Linked DNA regions of Mus musculus: region 1 is linked to region 2. The links are chromatin contacts, called in public Hi-C maps. All regions are on one chromosome and are shown on one strand. The core of a region is the stretch at or near the end of the contact, and the rest is flanking DNA. Distances in the headings are between cores, read along the strand shown.

Region 1 (4,003 bases), core at 791-3,290, 130 kb after region 2:
TGCAGCGAGTCATCAGACTTTATCTGGACCTTCTCTAACTTCTTTTCTTTCTTTCTTTCTTTCTTTCTTTCTTTCTTTCTTTCTTTCTTTCTTTCTTCCTTCCTTCCTTCCTTCCTTCCTTCCTTCCTTCCTTCCTTCCTTTCTTTCTTTCTTTCTTTCTTTCTTTCTTTCTTTCTTTCTTTCTTTCTTTCTTTCTTTCTTTCTTTCTTTCTTTGACAAGCATACCAGAAATCTTTGAAATGAGAGAATATTTGTTCTTCTATGACCAGTCTACCTTTTCTCACTAGCACACTGCTAGGCATTTAGTGTCTGTCTCAAAATACCAAATGCCAACATAGATTATATAATAGGAGGACACGATGGCAGAATCACAAGAGACACTAGTATGGCTGGGAGCAAGCATGGAGAAAACATTTATGTTAAAGCAGAGAGGAACTTAGATACCAACTATGGTAAGTTAAGTAATTAATCCTTAACCCCTTCCATAACATATGTTCCTGGCCTAATTTCTTGGTAGCTGGGAATGCTACTTTATAAAAAAAAAAAAAATACACCCCTTGAGGTGTATTTGGATTAGTGAGCCTCAGGTATAGAGGTTACACTAAATTTGTCCAACAGGAATGATCACAGTACTTATAGGAGGAAGAGTTTCAGAAGTGAAGGCTCTGTGATGATAGAGGCAGGGACTGGTGTGCTATGAAGGTAGAATGTGGGGCCATAGGCCAAGGATTATATGTGACTACCAGAAATTGAGAAGAGCCTGCTCCTGAAACAGATTCTCGTGAGAATTGCTAGACGGCGCTATTTCTGATTATCCCCTGGAAGGATAGGATGGAAGGAGTAGGGCTGGAGCACACAGATGGGAAGTGGAGGGTCATATTCAGCGCGCAGAAGTGTTTTGTTTGGAAAGGATGCTATTTTGAGAAAGGCAAACAAAAATGAGTCAACCTTTAAAAATGAGTATGTTTTGCATAAAATCTGGATTTCTGATGTGAATCTGCATTTCTGGGGGATAATCGTGAGTCAAATCTTAGTTGCCAACTTTTCTTGTGAGCTGAGCTTTGAGTTTGTTAGCTGGAGCTTCCTCCATTCACTATGGGCTCCCTAGGTCTGAATTTTAGAGGTTGCAATCTATAGACAAGCAGAGGGGGCTGCATATTTTAAGGAAGGAAAGAGTTTTAATAAGCGTAGGATTCTAACACAGAAATGAACAAAGGAGGGATGAAAATGTGGGTGTGTTAAGGATTTGACTATTTTTGCAACTTTTCCACAAATCTTAAACCGTTCTAAAATTAAAAATGAGTTTCTTTTCATTAAAATGGAAATGATACGTATGTTCCTTTGTGAAAGGGGTTGGTACTATGTAATATGTTAAATATGTGAACATAGTGTTTTCTGTTATAAGAAGTCTTTGGGTTCTGTTTCATTCATTATATTGCTCTCTGGACTACTCTTAAGAGTGTATCTACAAGCTACCAGCTTCATCCCACTATAGATGGGGGTTCTGAGGCCCAGAGAGGCAAAGAAATGTGTCCAGGACCAGAGTACTGCTCAGAAAGCAGACTCAAGCAAAACCTAGGACTCCATTCTAGCTAATCCTTCCTTTTGACTGGCACAGAGCTCCAGGGATTGATAGGTTCCACATTCTGGGCTGCATTAACCAATCCCCTAACCTGCTTAGGGCCTTCTATGTGCAAAGAGTAGCATCCTATTTAGAGCTGCTTGATATATATTACTTTAAAAACATAAAAATTTTAAAATATGTAATATATACCTATATATTACTTACTCACTTCATTTATATTTTATATCGGGTGCATAGGGAAAACATTTGACATTTGTCCAAGCACCAAATGTACCTCTGGTTTCATTACTTACATACTAGCCAACCACAGCTATGCACAAAGTAGTTCCTGGAAGGCCAGAAGGATTGAGAAGGTCAGAAGCTGAGGCAGGCATTCTGTGTGGGCTCAGACCATGCCGGGAGGGAGGGATTAAAAGACTAAGTGGATTGGAGAGGTTATGGCTGTTTCTAGAACACTGTGTATCCATAGCCTTGGGTCTAAAAGGCCTTGATGTGTCTGGCTCAGAGCTGGCTAGAAGGCCAAGGCTATATGCTGCTCCAGGACTAAACAGGCTTAGAAATGTGCTGTTACTGGCTTGCCTCCGCTCTTATCTCTGAAAGGCTATTTCCATACTAACAGCTTTCTCTAGGACCTGGTATACTGTATAGGTATTAAAGCAATAGCTTTTCTCATTTTTTTTTTTTCCCAGCAGCAGCCTGAGTGAGAGAAGGAAGAGATAAAGGTAACAATGAAGCTAGTACCATGGAGTTGAGTGCCACCCGTCACTTACAGTTTATGTGAGCTGTCACGTGACGATGCCTTCTCCTCATCACATTGCTCTATGGCCTCTGGAAACAGTAGATTATGGCTGAGGATTCAGAGACCCAGAGATAAGACAAGGTGGTTGGGGTTGAAGGGGTCACCGTGGATGCATTAGAAAGGTAGCCGATCTCTTTTCCATACCAGTGCCCTTTTCTTCCTGAGGCTACGTAGAGGGATGATAACGCACAAGTGATACATTAAATATTCTAGAACTCATGTCTGTGTAAGTGTGGGCCTCTAGGTTGTGTGGTCAACTGGCTGCACACAGGTGCCCTAGACAAGATTGTCAGTGTTGAAATATCAGTTCTACTGCTTAATAGCTGGGTGACATGGGCACATTACTTAACCTGTCTCAACCTCTATTTTGTTTTCCTAAATTGAAGCTTGTAGTATGACTAACTTCAAATGGTGACATAGAAAGTGAACTAAAGTAGTGGGTAAATTAAAAATATTTGTGACTGCTATATGACTGCAAACTATTGTTGAGAGACTGTAATTTTAACTCTGTTTTAAAAAAGGACAGCACAAGCTCAGAAAAGCCACATAGTTTGCCCAGAAGCACAGGCAGGGAGTAAGCTAGATTTGTGTTATCTCTGCTCTAAGTCACTGACTGTTTTATCTGTAGCTCTCAGGTTTGCTTGGAGCTGTACATCTTGGCTAACCAGCTCTGCTGTGTAAACAAAGTTTCTGGGCTTATGCGGACAAAGTGTCACTGTTCTCATGATTCTTAGATCTTTCACCACCTTTATGATCTTTTCTTGAATATTTTTTGTTTCCCTTTTCCAAGAAATTAAAGGGACCACTGCTAGGACATCTGAATCTGAATCCAAAACACTGAATAGCAGACTGAGGTCAGAGGACTGGTATGGGCTTGAGGCTACACAGGCTACTGAGTGACACCAATGTAACACCCCCCCCCCCCCCGCCAAGTCCAAATAACGCCTCCCCTGGAGATGACTGAGGGGCATTAGAAGTTGTTAATACTGAGCACAAAAATGAATGCTTTCTTTGAAATTGGTAAAATGTTTTGCCTTGGTGTCTTCAAACTGCATAAAAATAATTAAACCCATGTAAAAAGGAATGGCATGTGACTACTGGCTTGATATACAGTTCTAAAAAGCAATTAAGTTAGTATCTGTTCTAATGATTAAGATATCAGTATCAGAGCCTCAGAAGTGGCAGGACCCAAATTAGATGTTTGAGGCAAGATTGGAAGGACATTCACTACTTGTATTTGTTTTTTTTTTCCTGTGTATTTCTTACTAGATATTTTCTTTATTTATATTCCAAATGTTATCCCCTTTCCTAGTTTTCCTTTTGAAAACCCCTATCCTCTCCCCCCTTCCCCTGCTCCCCAGCCCTCTCACTCCCATTACCAGTTCTAACCTTCCCCTGTACTGGGGCATAGAACCTTCACAGGACCTAGGCCCTCTCCTCCCATTGATGACGGACTATGCCATCCTCAGCTACATATACAGCTAGAGCCACATGTCCCATCATGTGTTTTCTTTGATGGTTTAGTTCCAAGGAGCTCTGGGGAGGGTACTGGTTAGTTCATATTGATGTTCCTCCTGGGGCTTCAGACCCTTTCAGTTCCTTGGATACTTTCTCTAGCT
Region 2 (3,773 bases), core at 891-3,390:
TAGTAGAAACAGAAATAGATCCAACAGTTCTGTTGTATATAGTGTCTTCATCTTAAGGTTGATAAAACTCCATTCCAGGAAGACCAGTGTTATACAACTGATATAGGTGGCAACCAATGTATATAAAAGTTGTACTTGAACATTAACAGGGAATATTCAAATCATCTAACTCCAAGTGCAGCCATCTCCCCTTTCCCACATTTAGACAATTAGTAGAGCCATGAGTTTCTACTTGTTTTCTCTCTCTTTGCTATGTTAGATGTGATCAATAACAGAGAGGATATAGAGATCGGGTGGGGTTGGTGGGGTGTTCTGGCTTGTTTGGCTGAAAGACTGAACAATTCTAAACATTTCTGGGATTCTAGGAAAGAATTTCGTTTGGGCCTCTCTGCAGGACCTTGGAGAGCTATAGCATGGGGAAACCAGCAGAGGGAGAACAGAACATTGCTTTTTCATTTTTGGCAAGTTTGTCCCGGTTTTACTATAGTTTCACCCTAGGTCTTATTAAACTCCTTGACAGTGACGAAGCAAACAGTATCCTTTCCTGCATTTTTGGAGAAGCAGGGAATGCTTCTACCGTGGAGGTTCTATTTAACTCAGTGGTCAATAGGCTGTTCAATCAGCTGGCTTGAACGACTCCTTAGCACAGGAAGAGTCTGTATGCTTTCACGTGCTTTTCTCCATAGTATTGTGATAATTAAATGATTTGAGGCCCAAGGATGTAGTTGAGTGGTACAGCACTTGCCTTTCAAACATCAAGGCCAGGTTGCATTCTTCACAGCTTTTAAAAAAGTAGTTAAAGGATTCTCAATATTATGTATTTTACATACAATTAAATAAAATTTCTCTCTGTTTCTCTTTCAAAGATTTATTTTATTTATTATATGTAAGTATACTGTGGCTGTCTTCAGACACCAGAAGAGGGAATCAGGTCTTGTTACAGATGGTTGTGAGCAATCATGTGGTTGCTGGGAATTGAACTGAGGATCTCTGGAAGAGCAGTCAGTGCTCTTAACTGCTGAGCCATCTCTCCAGTACCCTCTTTCTTTCTTTCTTTCTTTCTTTCTTTCTTTCTTTCTTTCTTTCTTTCTTTCTTTCTTTCTTTCTTTCTTTCTTTCTTTCTTGAGACAGTATTTCTCTGTATAGCCCTGTTGTCTTGGAACTGGCTCCATAGATCAGACTGGTCTTGACAGATCAGAGATCTGTCTCCAGAGTGCTGGGATTAAAGGTATACACCACCGATGTCCTAAATCAAATTTATAAATGGATCGTCTCATCTCTAATAATTACTTCTAAGAAAATGTAACACTAGCAATAAGATTTAGAATCATCTAATTTCTTGATTTTTTTTTTCCTCCACCACTTTGTTTTGTGGTCATTTGTTTACTGACTGCAACGAAAATTTAAAATACCAGATTTTTCTCATCACAGTTTTTAAGGAGATGATTTAGTTGGGAAGGTACCCTCCGCAAAAGCATGAGGTCCTGAGTTTAGATCCCTGGCACAAAAAAAAAAAAAAAAAAAAAAAAAAGAAAGAAAGAAAAAAGAAAAAAGAAAAAAGAAAAAATGTCTCTGGAGCCGAGTTAGGCTGGCTGAATCGGTGAGCTTCATCTTCAGCAAGAGACCTTGCTTCAAAACCTGAGGTGGAGGGCATCAAAACAGACACTGGACTCTGGTATTTGACCTCCATATGCAAATGTACACATGTATACATAACACTCACCTTCACAAAGCTATACATACACAGACACACACACACACACACACACACACACATACACACAGGTGTGAGTGCGTGCTCACACACACAAATAAAAAAAATAGTCAAGGGTCAGCTACTTGGAAAGCGCCTACACATTTCACCCAGGTCTTCAATACATTCTCACATGATTTTATGCTTGTTTTGCTGTTTGCATCTCCAGAAGTTGAGGGAAAACCTGAGTCTGACTGGCACTAGGCCTCAGAGAGTTCATAAGGGACAGGCAGAGAAAGAGATGATTTCAGAGTTTTACCCAGTGGGCATGAATGTGCACTCAACACAGGCATGGAACCCAAGGAAGGCTGGATGGAGCGCAGGCTGGACTGAGTGGTGAGAGAGAGATGCCTGCTCTGCGCTCTTCCTGCTTTTCTTGGTGCTTACTTCCTGGGTCCAGTTAAAGAGGTGAGTGCAGCCCTCCAGCACATTAATGCATCACACTTCCAGGGCTGCAACTGTTCGATCCATACCTAGGTGCCTGAAATGTGCTGGGCTGATCTGTCTCCCTCTGGAAGTTTTCAACGTGGGTCTGCCTGGCTGCTTTAGTTTTTGGCCATTTGGTAGAGGAAAACCAGAACAATGTGAGTTGCACTAATACACACACAGCGGGAGGAGGGGAGGCGAGCTGTGAAGAGAACACATCCCCTGCCATTTCCCAGGGAATGTGTTCCATTGTTACCTCTGATACAAGCACAGCATTTCCCTGGTCTATTTTGAGAAGCACACAGATACTCTGATAATAAAGCTTTCTATTTTGTTTTCTCAAGCTAGCTTGAGATGGTTTTCTTTCCTTCACAGGCGTAAGAATTCTAGCTGATATGAATGACGGCAAACCCAAGGAGGGTAGAGGGCATTTCATGAGCTGCGTGAGAAAAGGCTCAGGGACAGGAATAACACGGCATGTGTAGATAAATGCAATTAGTTCTGTTTTGCTGAAATGAGAGAGAGAGAGAGAGAGAGAGAGAGAGAGAGAGAGAGAGGTGCTGACAGAAGAGGAGTGATGGTAGTGCTGTTCAGATGACTATCTCTGAAGTAAATGAAGAGCCCTAGTGTGTTCACACAGCCAGTGACACACTCATATACTGCCTTAACAGTTCTTTGTTATCTCTGGGTTCCTTTAGACCACAAGAAAGCAGATGGGACATGGAAAATTTGTTCTGTTAACAGGATCAAACTGTAAGGTGGTGACTTTTGGCCAATCTCATTTTAACTGTTGCTTAGCAGTCCTTCCTTCCTCTGACCTAATGGCATCACCGGAAGAGCCACATCTGCTTTCATCAGTGAACAACAACTACCGCTCAACCTTCAACAGCATCCTCTGAATAGATGTGTATCATACTGTCCCCATGTTCCAGGGGCAGGAGAGAAGCTTGAAAAGATAAAGTTCTGGGTTGGATCATGAAATTGTCATTTAATAACTTTCCTAGCATTACTAACCGGTCAAAATGCTATAGACTGAATATAGGTTCCTTAAATTCAAATCCGGAAACCTAGGCTCCACATGATTGCTCTAGGAGTTGGGGCATATTAGAGGTGATTTGGTCATGAAGGTGGGAACCTCATGAACCAGATAACAGGAAGCCAAACAAGCATGATTTCTACCACGTACACCTGTGAGCTGTCTATGAACCAGGAAGCAGACATTCTCCATATATCAAATCTATTTGTTTAATCCTTGCCTCTAGATATAATAATTATGTGTTGTTTATAAACCACCAGTTTCTAGTATTTTGTTATAGCAGCACATACAGACTTTGTCAAAATAATACCAAAACAATTAAATATCCATATCAAAAGTCAACCATGACCTAAGATTTAAACTATAAGGATTATGAAAGGAAATATGTGAGATGCTCTTTGTGATTATGAATCAGATAAGCTGTCTGGTTCCTTAGGTAGGACCAGAAAGCATTGTGATTAGCTTAATTTTTCCAACTTAACATAATCTAGAATCACTTAGCAAGGAAGTCTTTTGTCTTTTATGAGATAGGGTCTCACTATGTAGATCTGGCTGGTC

Evidence for each region. Hi-C and Micro-C count contacts between places; a contact is called where the count stands out from the background.
Region 1: a Hi-C map of the G1E-ER4 cell line shows a contact between it and region 2, with 2.6 times the contacts expected there. The contact joins two enhancer-like sites. A contact is called at or near these places in 1 of 15 datasets of contacts at CTCF or cohesin (the G1E-ER4 cell line), 4 of 484 Hi-C or Micro-C datasets (the G1E-ER4 cell line, cortical neurons and nephron progenitors) and 1 of 9 other capture datasets (pancreatic islet).

What each region holds. Positions count from the first base shown.
Region 1 is chr2:107,116,866-107,120,868 of GRCm38.p6, forward strand. No RefSeq gene overlaps it. Among named protein-coding and RNA genes, the nearest start is that of Fshb, 59 kb to the left of the region's middle. Within about 2 kb of position 2,041, at least 7 of the 459 cell types and tissues checked have an H3K27ac peak or open chromatin away from gene starts, as enhancers often do. A contact at or near this core is called in the G1E-ER4 cell line, where this site is marked.
Region 2 is chr2:106,982,266-106,986,038 of GRCm38.p6, forward strand. No RefSeq gene overlaps it. Among named protein-coding and RNA genes, the nearest start is that of Arl14ep, 9.8 kb to the left of the region's middle. Within about 2 kb of position 2,141, at least 11 of the 459 cell types and tissues checked have an H3K27ac peak or open chromatin away from gene starts, as enhancers often do. A contact at or near this core is called in the G1E-ER4 cell line, where this site is marked.